Regions from separate parts of the Mus musculus genome. Here region 2 is linked to region 1. The links are chromatin contacts, called in public promoter capture Hi-C maps. All regions are on one chromosome and are shown on one strand. The core of a region is the stretch at or near the end of the contact, and the rest is flanking DNA. Distances in the headings are between cores, read along the strand shown.

Region 1 (6,504 bases), core at 3,334-5,833:
TACACACTTCCAGTATACCACTAGGTGCTTGGCAGAGCACCCCCCCTTTTTTTTTTCCAAAATTACTATCATGGGTCTGATAGGTTGTTGGAAATGTGAAACCAAAGGACAGGTCCAGCCGGCCTTGGCAGCTGCCCCAAGAGTTCCGGGCATTTAAAACCAATGTCACACTTCAGTGAGGTTGTTGAAGCTTTACACCAGCTCAGCCAGGACTGACACCTGCCAGTTTGCCATTAAATATAGAAGTTGGAAGTAAAGATCCTGAACCACTGAACCCTCCTTGCTCTGTCAGGTTTCTGTGATCTATACTTACACAGCGAGCTTCTGCTCTTTGCCATCTGTGGCGCCTAGAGCTGGGATGCTTTTTTTCTTTTTTTCTTTTTTCTTTAACACTATTTAGAATGATATTGCTCATACTTCTCCTTGCAACTGCTTCCAAGTATGTTTTAACCTCTTTTAAAATAAAAATTCTTTATGCCCTCCTTTTAAAGCCGTGAACCTACACAGAATATATATATATATATATATATATATATATATATATAAATATATATATATATATTTTTTTTTCTTTACAATTACTCCCATGGAAGTATCTTAAATGAAAACCTATAGGTGACTGGACCCCTAAAGCTCCTTTAGTCATTGAATTCAAGTCTATATCTGGATTGAGTACAAATCTCAGATCCCAGGTCTTCATGGTAAGAATGGAATAAACTGTGAAAATTCTTAATTTTTTTTCTATTTAAAGGAATACTCCCCCCAAAACTCAGAATTTACATTTCCAAGTAAACTGAAATAAAGGTTGGCACAACGTTTGTAAAACTGTGGATGCTGTGGCTGGGAGGAAACCTGAGAGTGCACATATTAAATATGTAACTCTGCACAGCAACATGCTGAATGCCCTGCTCCTTGAACACAGTGATGGGCTGGAGGGGTAGATCAGTGGTATAATGTTTGCTGAGCGTGTGTAAGAAGGCCCTGGGTTTGATTCCCAGCATCATAAAAATGATATAACTTGGTGACTACTATCAATGATCAACATTATTGATAATGCTATTCTTCAGGGAGGAAGGCTGGATCAAAGCACACAGAAGAGGAAACTAATTTTTCACTCTCCTTTAAATTCTGTGCTGTGTGCCTCTAAGTAACTGCTCAAATAAACCTTTAAGGAAATAAAGGTCTGGCAACATCTTCATAAAAACACACTCTCAATAAACAAGTCGTGTACCAAAGGACATCTTAAAATCCATTGTTTCTTCTCATTGTTGGATTGAGTAAGGCCATTTTTGGTTCAACTTATATTAATAGCATACCCAAAGAAGAAACAAACACCTGAGCTTTCAGTCTTTTCTAAAGGAAGAAAATTTTCTGTGTTCAGAAAGGTGGATTTAAGTTGATAACAAAGAGCTTGATAGGGAGAAAGGAAGAGAAAGAAAAGAGGACACCGTTAGGACACAAAGGTTTATGTGATTTTAGCCATTACAACAGGAGTTCAGAAAGATCTCAAGTGTTACATTGATGTTATCGGTATTACAAAAAGAGAAAAAAAGTGACAGGCAACAGTGAAGAGCACCAGAGACCCAGCACAAACCTAAGACCATTCTCCTTCCTTCAACTGCCAAGGTATTTTCACAGATTAAGCCCCCCCACCCCCTCCTTTCATCTCAGCTTTCCCTAACCTGCTTGGCCTGGGGAACTCAAGCCTCATCCTCGCCCTCTTCCTCCTCGAACTCGCCCTGCTCATCAGCCGTGGCATCCTGGTACTGCTGGTACTCAGACACCAGGTCATTCATGTTGCTCTCCGCCTCGGTGAACTCCATCTCGTCCATGCCCTCACCCGTGTACCAGTGCAGGAAAGCCTTGCGCCGGAACATAGCAGTGAACTGCTCCGAGATGCGCTTGAACAGCTCCTGGATGGCAGTGCTGTTGCCAATGAAGGTGGCTGACATCTTGAGGCCACGAGGAGGGATGTCACACACGGCCGTCTTGACGTTGTTGGGGATCCACTCCACGAAGTAGCTGCTGTTCTTGTTCTGCACGTTGAGCATCTGCTCATCCACCTCCTTCATGGACATGCGGCCACGGAAAATGGCGGCCACGGTCAGGTAGCGGCCATGGCGAGGGTCGCAGGCAGCCATCATGTTCTTGGAGTCGAACATCTGCTGGGTCAGCTCGGGCACCGTCAGGGCTCGGTACTGCTGGCTGCCCCGGCTGGTCAGAGGTGCAAAGCCTGGCATGAAGAAGTGCAGGCGTGGGAATGGCACCATGTTCACGGCCAGCTTGCGCAGGTCTGCGTTCAGCTGGCCTGGGAAGCGCAGGCAGGTGGTCACTCCACTCATGGTGGCTGACACCAGGTGGTTGAGATCGCCATAGGTGGGTGTGGTCAGCTTCAGGGTGCGGAAACAGATGTCATACAGAGCCTCATTATCGATGCAGTAGGTTTCATCTGTGTTCTCTACCAGCTGGTGCACTGAGAGGGTGGCATTATAGGGCTCCACCACAGTGTCAGAGACCTTGGGTGAGGGCATGACGCTGAAGGTGTTCATGATGCGGTCTGGGTACTCCTCTCTGATCTTGCTGATGAGCAGGGTCCCCATGCCTGAGCCAGTGCCTCCCCCCAGTGAGTGGGTCAGCTGGAAGCCCTGAAGACAGTCACAGCTTTCTGACTCCTTCCTCACCACGTCCAGGACAGAGTCCACCAGCTCGGCCCCCTCTGTGTAGTGGCCCTTTGCCCAGTTATTTCCTGCACCACTCTGGCCTGAAAGAGCAAAGGAGGATTAAGTCAGCCATGATTGGGAAAATTCCTTCTTTAAAAAAAAAAAAAAAAAGAATCACCTCTCAGATAAGGCTATTTCAAATTATTATCAAATGGCCAATAAATAATAAAGCAATAAACTATTTGGTTATCAATACAATTATAAATGAGTTAACAGAGCACACCTGCCTTTGAAAAAGCTAAGATGCAATTGCCTCAAAGCCTGATAAGGCTTAGGCGCCACTGCTATGTATGCTCCCTGTCTATCACACTCCTCCACCCTTTGTGCTAGTGATAATTAACACCTTGTGCTCTTCTGTCTTCAGCTATGCCACATACTCACCGAACACGAAGTTGTCCGGCCTGAAGATCTGCCCAAATGGTCCAGACCTGACTGAGTCCATTGTGCCTGGCTCCAGGTCCACCAGGATGGCCCTAGGCACATATTTATTACCTGCAGAAGAACAAGAGCTGGCTTAGCCCTCCAGGCAGTATCTTCTATAGAGTAGGGCTCGGTCCCACCTCCTTCCTGTTTGGTGGTACCCCCAAACAAAGAAAGGTCTATTATGACCAAGCTTTCAAAGGGTTTGGTTGGCACAGAAGAGGCTACCCCACCCCAAAAATGGTCATCCTAAAATAAGCCACCTTCTCCTGGGTTCAAATAAGAGCAGAGCTTAGGGATGCCAGAATTGAAGATGGGGTGTTAAAAGTAATTACCAGTTGCTTCATTGTAGTATACATTGATTCTTTCCAGTTGCAAATCACTGTCTCCATGGTAACTTCCAGTGGGGTCTATACCATGCTCATCACTGATGACCTCCCAAAACTGTGACATAAAAAGACTGTATTTAGCTATGCACAACCCTACCCCCAATCTCAATGAGCAGCCCCCCCATCACCCACAGTTTTGACAACAGGACGTTGCCGAAGCTTTAATGAGTGGCATGACCCAGGCACAGCCTTAGGGCTTGCATTGTAGAGGATCAGAAAGTTGAAACTGGGCGGTTTCCCATGAGAACAGCTGCTCTCAGCAGGAGGTAGGGTGTGTGTGTGTGTGTGTGTGTGTGTGTGTGTGTGTGTGTGTGTGTGTGTGTGTGTGTGAAAAAACAGCCCAAGCTGGGTTGGCAAGTCACAGCCACCACTGGCAGCTGGAGACAAACGCGCTGGGACTATAGGCAAGGAGAAAAGGGGGCCGGCGGGGAGAGTGAAGCGAGGAAGCTGTAGGGTGATGTTTTAAATTCAAAGCACGTTCAGTGACCGTCTGGCAATCGTTCTTCCTCCCCTCCCCCGCAGCTCGCCTGGTGATCAAGCGAGTAAAATCAATTCTCCTGTGTCGCGGCCCCTCCCTAAGACCGGCATGCACAGCCTAGCAGACACACCCACGTCTTCTTTAGGCACTCGTGGCTATTAGGGAGGAAAGAAAATGGGGCAGCTCAAATTCCGAATAGTTCCAGGAAAAATGAATGAGACCCCTTTGCTTTAAAGTCTCCTCTGAGACCACGCCCATCCGACTGCACAAAACCGCAAGTCAGGTCCGCCGTTGGTGAGTCCTGGTATTTACCTAGAGCCGCGCCTCATTTTGGACCCCACCTATCCCGAGGGGAGCTCCGTTAGGGTCCCTCCCTCACCCCCTAAGCAGTGAACCCACCTTGGCACCGATCTGGTTGCCGCACTGGCCCGCCTGAATGTGCACGATCTCTCGCATGGTGCCTGGTTAGCTTCTTGCTGTCTTGGGTCTGTGTCAGTGGGTCTGATGATCCTCCCCTTCCACACCCACTGCTGGGCCACCTGGAACTTACTCCGGAACCGACGGGCTACGGGCTGAGGGCGAGGGCCGGGTGGGTTCGGTCTTTTATGTAGGGAGGGTGGGGCGAACCAAAAAGACCGCGCCCCCCAGCCAAAGCCCCCAGTCCCGTTCTCGCTAGCGCTCTCCAGGCCGGGTTGACGTAATGCTCTGAGCCCCAGGGACGGTCTTGGGGGCTGGACTATGGGCTTGTGGCCAATCAGCGCGGGCGTGAAGACCTTGCGAGGAGTGGGGCTTCTTGGGAGAAGCTGGGGCCTGAGCATTGTCTCGGACTTGAGAAGGGCAAGCTGAGTGTGGGGAACTGGGAACTGGGAGCGTGAAGACTGCGGTAGTGTGGCGGGGCGGGGTGATTTAGTACCATAGGCTGGGGATGGAGAAGGGGCTGCTAATGGGTGGGTGCAGCAGGTGCAGTCCGGTGTTGCGAGTGAGCACTGGTAGGGAGCTTTAGGGTCATTTGCGTTACTTGAGCAATTCCTCTTCTTACTCTGAGCAGGCTTCGCCAAGCCAAAGCACTTGGCGAGAGTAGTGCCTCATTCTTCATCCCTGGAGGTCAATGTCTGTCCAGGCGCACACGCCCATTACATACAACTTTAGGAAAAGACTAGTGATCCTACGAAAGCGAGTGTAATTGGAAAAAAGAAAAATCCAAAAGATCATAACTTTGGACACTTTGGAGCATCTTAGACTTGCCTTTGTCTTTATTGACTATGCTTGTTCCTCTGCTATAGTAGCAGCATTTAGTGGTAGAAGGACCTCTGAGCCTAGCCCTGCCTCGCACACTCCAAGAATACTGTGCTCGCTGCCTGATACCAAAGACTCCTTTCACCCTGTGATTGGCTTTTGTTCCTCCTGAGTGATGGGGTGGGTGTGGCAGGCCGCAGTGTGTGAACTGTGTTGCCGGCAGAGTGAGGGTGGAGTCCTGGGGGCGGGTCTGTCAGGGAAACAAAGGAGTTCACAAAAGCGTGGGATGTATTCCACAACTGAGTGTTTAAAAGCCAGTCAGGCGCTGTCCTTCCAGTATTTAGTTCATCCGTTGTTAGAAAAGAAGGTTCTGAGAACCTTCGACGCCTAGAGCATTCTTACCTTCATTTGCAGTGACTAAGAGGTCCCAGCCTTGGTGCTGCGGATGGAGAGGAGGGGGACACGCCTAAAAACTGCAGCGCGGTGAGCTAGCCAGAGACCACCGCAGACTCAGGCGCACTCACATCAGCGCGTGCGCAGACGCGATGCATCAGCTCTCCCTTCAAACCCGCATTTTCTAGGTATTCGAGGAAGAAACTGATCCCTTTGTGAGCGTATGTGAAATAAACCTGTGTGCTCTGAGGGAGAGAAGAAGAAGGGTGTCAGAGTATGTTCCCTGCTATCCCAGGTTGAAGGTCACTGCTTCCCTACGCGGGGCTAGTGGTTTAGGAGGTGATGTGACCCCTTTTATTCTCTAAGGAGTGAGGCCCAAGTGACTCAGGGTCACACTATAGGGTAGAGCTCGCAGCTGTTGAGCGAGGGAGGACCTGCTAGAACCATCTGAAGCTGTCATCGCCTCTCCTTTCCGCAAGGGGTGTGGGGGCAGGGCGGGCTTTAAACTGAATTCTAATGTACCATGAGAAGCAGCCTAGAACAAAAGCCTTGCCGCCTGTGATTGCCAGGGTGTCCAGACTGGATCTCTATGGCCAGAGTTCGCCAGATACGGTTGCAGGTGTTCAGTTCAGGGTGGATTGAGAAGAGAGAGGCAAGAACAGTGAAGGTGTGCCCACGTGCCCAGTAACAGGGTTCCAAGGACACAGGCCCTGAATTTTGAATTTTCTCACCTGTCTTAATACAGATGTAGAAGCATGAAGAGAGAATACTTCCCAAGGTCACACAGCGAGTTAATGACAGGGCTCCGACTGTCTCAAGGGCGCCCAAGCTTTCAGGGTAGGTGGCTACATTCGGAGCCAAAAGGGCC
Region 2 (6,711 bases), core at 2,327-4,826, 500 kb after region 1:
TAAACAGCAGCAGTGGCTTCCTGTGTGTGTTGACAAGCTCTGTACCCACCACATCTGTCATCCTATATCCCTGATGAGTGTCAGTTACCATGCCATCACACTGTAAGGAATATCCATCCATCTGCAATCCCAGAACTCAGGAGTATGAGGGAGAAGGACTTTGAACCCATGCCAGCCAGAACTTGACTCAAAAAAAAAAATCAATCAAAGAAATATTCACTTACATTTCAGACTTTCTTTTTCTAGGGTGGGGGTGATAAAGGAGAGTTGAGACAGTCTCATGAATCATGAGATGCCATTAAATTCCATACAGTTCCAAAAATGGCTTTGAATTGATTCTCTTACTTCTTTTAAACAAGAGTGGAGACTAAAAACCTACCATATGCTACCATGCTTAGCTTTATGTGTTGCTGGGGACTGTACCCAGGGCTTTGTACATGATAGGTTAAGTGTGTTAAGTATTGTACAAAGCAAGTGAGCTTCAACAGCCCCCCAACCCATCCCCTACCTTCTATGATTCTTTGCAATGTGGAAACCTAAAGAACTGGTCTTGAAATGCACAGTTTTCCACAGAAAGACAGAGAGTGGGCTATTTGGTAGGATAAACACCACAAAGATATTTGACCTGTATTTTAGAGGCCTCATTGTACATTTCTAAAAAAAAAAAAAAAAAAGACACTTCCTCAGGGAAACCCTGAAAGAGTCTGGGGAACTAAGCTCACTGTGTGACAGAGAACCAGCTTGAGCCAACAGTTTGAACAGAGAAGAAAAGGCCACTGGCCAAATGCTGGTTTGAGAAGCATGTCTATAGAATGTGATCAATGTGATCAATGGAAAAGACCCATCCAACTGAGCATCGACACATAGATTGGAATTAACTGAACACACTGGCTCCTTTGGTTGGTTTTGCTTTTGTTTTCATTTGTTTTTGAGACAGAGTCTCACTGTGTAGACTAGGCTGGTCTTTGGACTCAAAAGCCACCCCACCCCCACCCCAGTCTCTGCCTTTCTATTGCTGGGATTGAAGGCATGGGTGACCACAAAACATTGGCTTCAATGTTAACTGCTAAGGGAAACTACCTTTGCACTGATTTTAATTTGGTAAGACAACAAAGATTACTGGTGGACCCCAGTCAGTCCTTCAGGAGCATATATGAAAAGCAGGATGCATTAAGTTGGACACACAGCTGGAAGGCAAAATCCACGGAAATACTCTTTGTATTGTAACTCTATGTCACCAGAGACACTTCCTGTGACTGCCAAAGAGGACTCAGAGAAGGGGAAACCCCAGAGTCCAAATGAAAGAAACCCTATTATCTGGTTTGAATAGTTCGCCCCCTGGGGTGAGAACACATTTCCTAAATACTAGTGTGTCAGGAAGAGTGCTAAAGTCGGGTCTCAGGATGGAGGTGGGGTGGGGCTGGGGTTGAGAGTCATCATCTACCTTTCTCATCCCTAGGCAGGGGATAAAATGAACCACATATTTTTTTACACAAACATCCTCTCTAGATCAAAGTAGAACAATAGATTTTTATTTAATTAAAATAGATTAAAAACAGACTGTGTAAAAGAATTAGAATTCTCAATAATTTACTATTATTTACATTAGCAAGTGCTGGTCGTTAGTAGACACAGTGAGGACATGAGCTTGCAGGACCCAGACCTTCTGTGGTCTAAGCTGTAAGCATCCCTTCCTTCCTTCCCATCCCTTCCTTTCTGATCCATCCTGGCACTTGTGCCATTGAGGTCAGCAGGGGAAGGACTTCGAGCACCCTAGGCAGTGGTGACCGCATCACCGCCTGGCAGAAGAGCTGACAGGTGCTGGCAGTGAGGAGGACGCTCTCTTCCCTGGAAGAAAACTTTATATCAGGTTCATATGCACAGGACCATGAATGCTTTCCCCTCGCCGAAGCTAGCAATCTTCTCCAGGCTTGATGTTGTGTAAACGCTCCTTCCGGCTCATCCCAAACCCAGATTCCAGGGAGCAGATGTAAAGAAAAAAAAAAGAGCCACACATCCTTCTTAGGGAGGTCCTGAATCACTTAATATCCCCCGTCCACGAGGTCCAGAACTTGGTAACTTAGCAAAAATCCTCTTGAAATACTTTGTGTGTGCCTTTGACACACAAGAGAAAAGTGGGGAGTCAGGGCCATGTGACCAAGAGGAATGTTCCCTAAGTCGGCAGTGAGACAAGAAGAAGCATGGCCTGGCATCCCAGAAGAGGCGGGCTGGAGGGGCTGAGAGCAGGAAGAAGGCCCCTCGGTGCTGCCTATGGTCATCGGGATCCCGTGTGCCTCTGCTTTCTAAATACCCAGGCCTGCTGAACCTCAGGACCCTAGGAGGTCCAGGCTGAGCAGTAGCTTTGGCCCTTGGAGGAGCACAGTAGACAGCATGAGGACATGCAGTCGAGGTTGGAGGCAGAGAAGGCCCGATGGAGAGGCTCAGTCCAAAATGTCCGTCTCAAACGGAACCAAATGGTAATAGGACAAGTTGGTGACATAAGCCTCTGGGTCGTCACCATCTTCCAGCTCTGAGGTGAACTCACCACCATTCTCAAACCTGAAAGAGACGACAGAGGTGAAGGCCACTGTATGGGACCCTAGCGAGAAGAAAGAGAGGACAAGAGGCAGCCAGGGCAGTGCCAAGATACTGAGGGCTCCAGGTTCTATGGAAGGGGACAAGGGACATTAAGGAGATAAGGTCCTTTCCAGGCTCGCAGCAGACACGTGGGAAGAACCATGAACACACAAACTAGTTTAAATGGGTGGTACCGCCCAGGCAGCGCTTTTGAGCTTTGCTGACTTGGCGATTACTTTCTGCATCTGTAAGGTAGTGGGGCCTTTATGCTTTCTTTATTCACAGTGATATTCTGGCTCCCGTTCTGTGTCAGCTCAAAGATTAACAGTGGACAGGCGGGTATAGGTGATGTGGTCCCAGGAGCTTGCAAGGAGCCAGGGAGGGACACTACAGGAGGCTCCCTATGGTCATGGAGGCAGGCTCTACCTCCCTATGGTCCTGGAGGCAGGCTCTACCTAGTGGCCAAGCCTAGTTTGACCCAGGATGACTTGGGCTCTGAAGGATGAAAGTTGTGGTTTCTTGGGGACCTCTGGCTGGCAGGGATAGCACGCTGGTGCACACTGAATGAGTGTTAAGGGAAGGAAAGCCCTTCGGCTTTGTGTGAGATGGAGCTGGCCAGAGACTGTCATGGTAGAGGAGTCAGATGGAGACCTTTTCACATCACCAGCTGCTACAGGGCCTAGGTCTGCTTGCCTCCACAACATACCCAGGGACCCCGTTCTGTCCCCAGGAACACCTAGCAACAAAGCCAGACCTCCCAACTGGCAGGCACTCTCCAGCACAGTCTAGCCAGAAGTTCCATTGCAGAGGAGGGTAGAATGCAGGCCACAATGAGTGGCCTTTGGCTGTCCAGCCATCAGTAGTCAAAGCTCCTGAGTCATCACAGACTAGGGTTCTAACTGGTCACCCATCAACTTGTGAGACAAACATATGTGTCCCAGTCCCGGTCCAGGAAGTCTAGAAGCATCTGGATTCTGGATCCTGGACCAGAGTACAGTGTTTTACACCTCAGAGCCAACACAAACTATCTCCTGGAGTTTTGCAACTTCTGAATGCCCCTCACATCTAGTGATTGGGTGACTCTTCCTCCCCTAGATCAATTAACCAAACTCTCGCCAGACGATGGCATGAACATTTAAAACACCCAAACTGGCAGGGCCTGCTGCTGTTCTCAACCTGTGGCTCACGACCCCTTTGGAGGTCAAATGATTCTTTCATAGGGGTCGCATATCAGATATCCTACATAATAGTAGCAAAATTGTAGTTATGAATTAGCAATGAAAATAATATTCTGGTTGGAGTCACGAGGAGCTGTATTAAACATGAAGAACTGTATTGAAGGGTTGCAGAACTGACAAGCTTGGGAACCACTGCTGTAGAGCATTGCACATACCACCAGCTTTCGACCCCTTGTAGGAAAACGCATTAGAGGACGTGCACTCACAAATGCTCTGTGGAATCCGCATCCAGGAGCTGGTCCTTCCCGTTGGGTATGCTGTGGTCAATGACTATGGTCTCTGTGTTTGCCAAACAAAATCCATTGGACCTCATGATTTCTGAAAACCAAAGCCATGAGGTAAGTACTCAGGAGAGGTCAGTGTTTGAGGTTAAAGTTTCAGGATTTATCATCGATCGACAGCTCTCAGCCTGGGTAAGCGATGTTTCCCTGTGCGGTGCACAGTTACCAATGCAAACTCATAACTGATCAGAGTGCTGAGGAGTAGTGACTGCTACAGGCTCAGGTCTACACAGGACATCTACAATCACCCCCTCTGAGGTTCAGGGGACATTGTGGAAGAAGGGGCAGAAAGAATGTAAGAGGTGGAGGGTGGGGAGGAGGACTGTGAATTGCCGTCTTCTGGACTTGACATAGCGGCTGTACCCAAGAGCTCACAGCAACACTGTCTTCTGCACAAGACTGGGCCCAGTGACAGTCTGTCGTGGACAGAAGATGGGCTTATAAGGTCCCACCTTTTCCTGGGGAGCTATGGGGGCCATGAAAGGGCAAGTAACATTTCTCGACAGTGTAGACACAGTCAAGTTGCCCTTGTTCAATAAATAACCTCCTACCCATGGTCACAATAGCAATTCTAAATATAGTGCATCATTAAAAAAATAAAATTAAAAGGCATGAGAATAGGAGGGTGAACTTGTAAAGAAAGGGTGTGTGTGTGTATGTGTATGAAATTATAAAATAAAATTTTAGAGCTGAAGTTTATATCAGTCTCCCCCTCCCCCATCACCCACTGTCTCCAGCTCTCTCTCCCGATACCCAGAGAATCCTTCTAGTGTTCAGACAGGAAGATGGAGATGCTGACACCAGTACCACAGGAGCAGTGTATCTCTCCCTGAAACAAGATCCTCTGGTATCTGAGCACCTCCACGTGTGCCCTGCCTGTGGGTTTACAGTGGAGGCTGGAGGGAAGTAGATGGAGGACTGGGCACAAGTCTGAGGCAGGCTCTATCCACCATTGTGACATGTGACATCACACCGTTTCCCTGCCCTTTCTGAGCTCTACCCTGTGGCTGAGACAGGGCTGACAGAATCTGCATCCTGGGTGGTGCTAAGAATTGCATTGGATGAGATCAGATTGTGTTTTAAATGAGTGGCTCACTGACTTTGTATCATGAAACTGTATATATATTTCTATTTTCCCCCAGTAAGCACCGATGTGGGTACTTTAGAAAAATCAACAAACAAAAGCAGCTTCCTTTGTCTACACTGGCGGTTAGTTTACAAGGGCTCTCCTGTGGCTGAAAGAGCTGACGGGGAGGATTGGTGGCTGGCACCAAGCTAGAAGCTTTCACTGCAGCCTTGTGGCCTTGGGACTCTTCTCTACGGGAAACCTTTAAGTTTGTTATTGGAGAATGTCACGGCAAGCAAGCATCCATTTAGTTAGACAGCCTCTTTGAATATCAAAACCCATGATGTCTAAATATCTAATGCAGACTGGGGCGGTGTTTCTAGAATCTCCACTTATTCTCCCTCTAGGCTTTATGTCATCTTTAGATCACTTATAATACCTGGTGCAATGTAAATGATATCTAAGTCATTGTTATAATGATGGAGGAGAAAGGGCTACACATGATCAGTAGACAGAGTCCTTTTCCTAGTATTTTGGCCTGGACTTAGTTGAATCCAGACTCTGGACCCACAGACATGGAGAGCTGACTGTTTAAGAACCTCGTGTGGCTTGGCTCTCTTCTTTTTTAACCTACTATAGCCTTGACAGTTCAGAAGGAACTGAATCTCCTTTCCCTCGAGAGATCATCAGGCTTGGTGCCATCTTGAATTCTCCCTCTCTGTGATCCTCACTCATCTCCAGTCCTTGGCTCTCAGGCAGCTGAGCTCCATGCTTAGGACCACCTCTGAAGTCCTCCTAAGCAAGGCTCTTGCCTACACTTAACACTTACCACACATTCTGGGTATGTTTAATCCGCAAGATTGCATCCTCACCTTAGGGACACATTTGACTTTAGCCTTTCCTCATCCGCAGGCCCACACAGTCAATAAGAGCATCTCTCCCCATCCTAAGGGTTACTGGACATCAGACGCCTTTGTCTCTAAAGAATCATCTTAGCCTTCTCCCCACTGGACCACAGTGTAATTATTCCTGAGTATATAAATTTGCTTTTTTGTGATGAAAATGATCACTTCCTGATTATTTTTCACCTTCCTAGGCATTTGGGGTTCCATTCTTAGAACTTCTGTTCTTAGGCAGAGAATTTTTAGGGAACTAGCCAGAAAGAAATAAAGAAAAATAGGTTTCTTCTTCACTCTCACTTTTTCATTAGTTTGCTAAGGACTTGCTGAAATGCATGTCTGGTTCCTGGGGAAGGGGCTAGCACGTGTCATGGGTCTTCTGGAGAAGGAGCTGGCATATGCCATGGCTCTCTTGCAGCATGTTTCCTCAGTCAGTCACACTCATGGGATATCAGCTCTGGCTCCCTCCCCTGCCTTCTTCCCTGCTCCTCCACCCAGTGGTGTGCAGCACCGGGGAGGGACTCAGCAAACCAATAAGAAAGGAGTCTGGGAACTCGGGTCAGCTACATTTCTGGGTACATAGAGCAAAGGAAAGATGCTCAGGAAGTGAGCTGTCAGACTGAAAATCACTGAACCCCACACAAGTTCCG

What was found. Promoter capture Hi-C pulls out the DNA fragments that hold promoters and counts their contacts.
Region 2: a promoter capture Hi-C map of liver shows a contact between it and region 1, with 2.8 times the contacts expected there. The contact joins the enhancer-like site here to the promoter of Tubb2b in region 1. A contact is called at or near these places in 5 of 39 promoter capture datasets (the HPC-7 cell line, cranial neural crest, liver and 1 more) and 12 of 115 datasets of contacts at active chromatin or transcription factors (craniofacial prominence, differentiating embryonic stem cells, embryonic basal ganglia and 8 more).

The regions. Positions count from the first base shown.
Region 1 is chr13:34,125,771-34,132,274 of GRCm38.p6, forward strand. It overlaps Tubb2b (tubulin, beta 2B class IIB), which reads right to left and starts at 4,584. Exons shown (of 4, transcript NM_023716.2): 1 at 4,407-4,584; 2 at 3,476-3,584; 3 at 3,102-3,212; 4 at 1,238-2,761. The coding sequence starts at 4,463. The coding sequence ends at 1,701. It overlaps Gm36500 (a long non-coding RNA gene), which reads left to right and starts at 4,708. Exons shown (of 3, transcript XR_873221.3): 1 at 4,708-6,473.
Region 2 is chr13:34,626,330-34,633,040 of GRCm38.p6, forward strand. It overlaps Pxdc1 (PX domain containing 1), which reads right to left. Exons shown (of 5, transcript NM_025831.3): 4 at 4,022-4,133; 5 at 1,512-2,559. The coding sequence ends at 2,442. Among named protein-coding and RNA genes, the nearest start is that of Pxdc1, 23 kb to the right of the region's middle. Within about 2 kb of position 3,577, at least 6 of the 459 cell types and tissues checked have an H3K27ac peak or open chromatin away from gene starts, as enhancers often do. A contact at or near this core is called in liver, where this site is marked.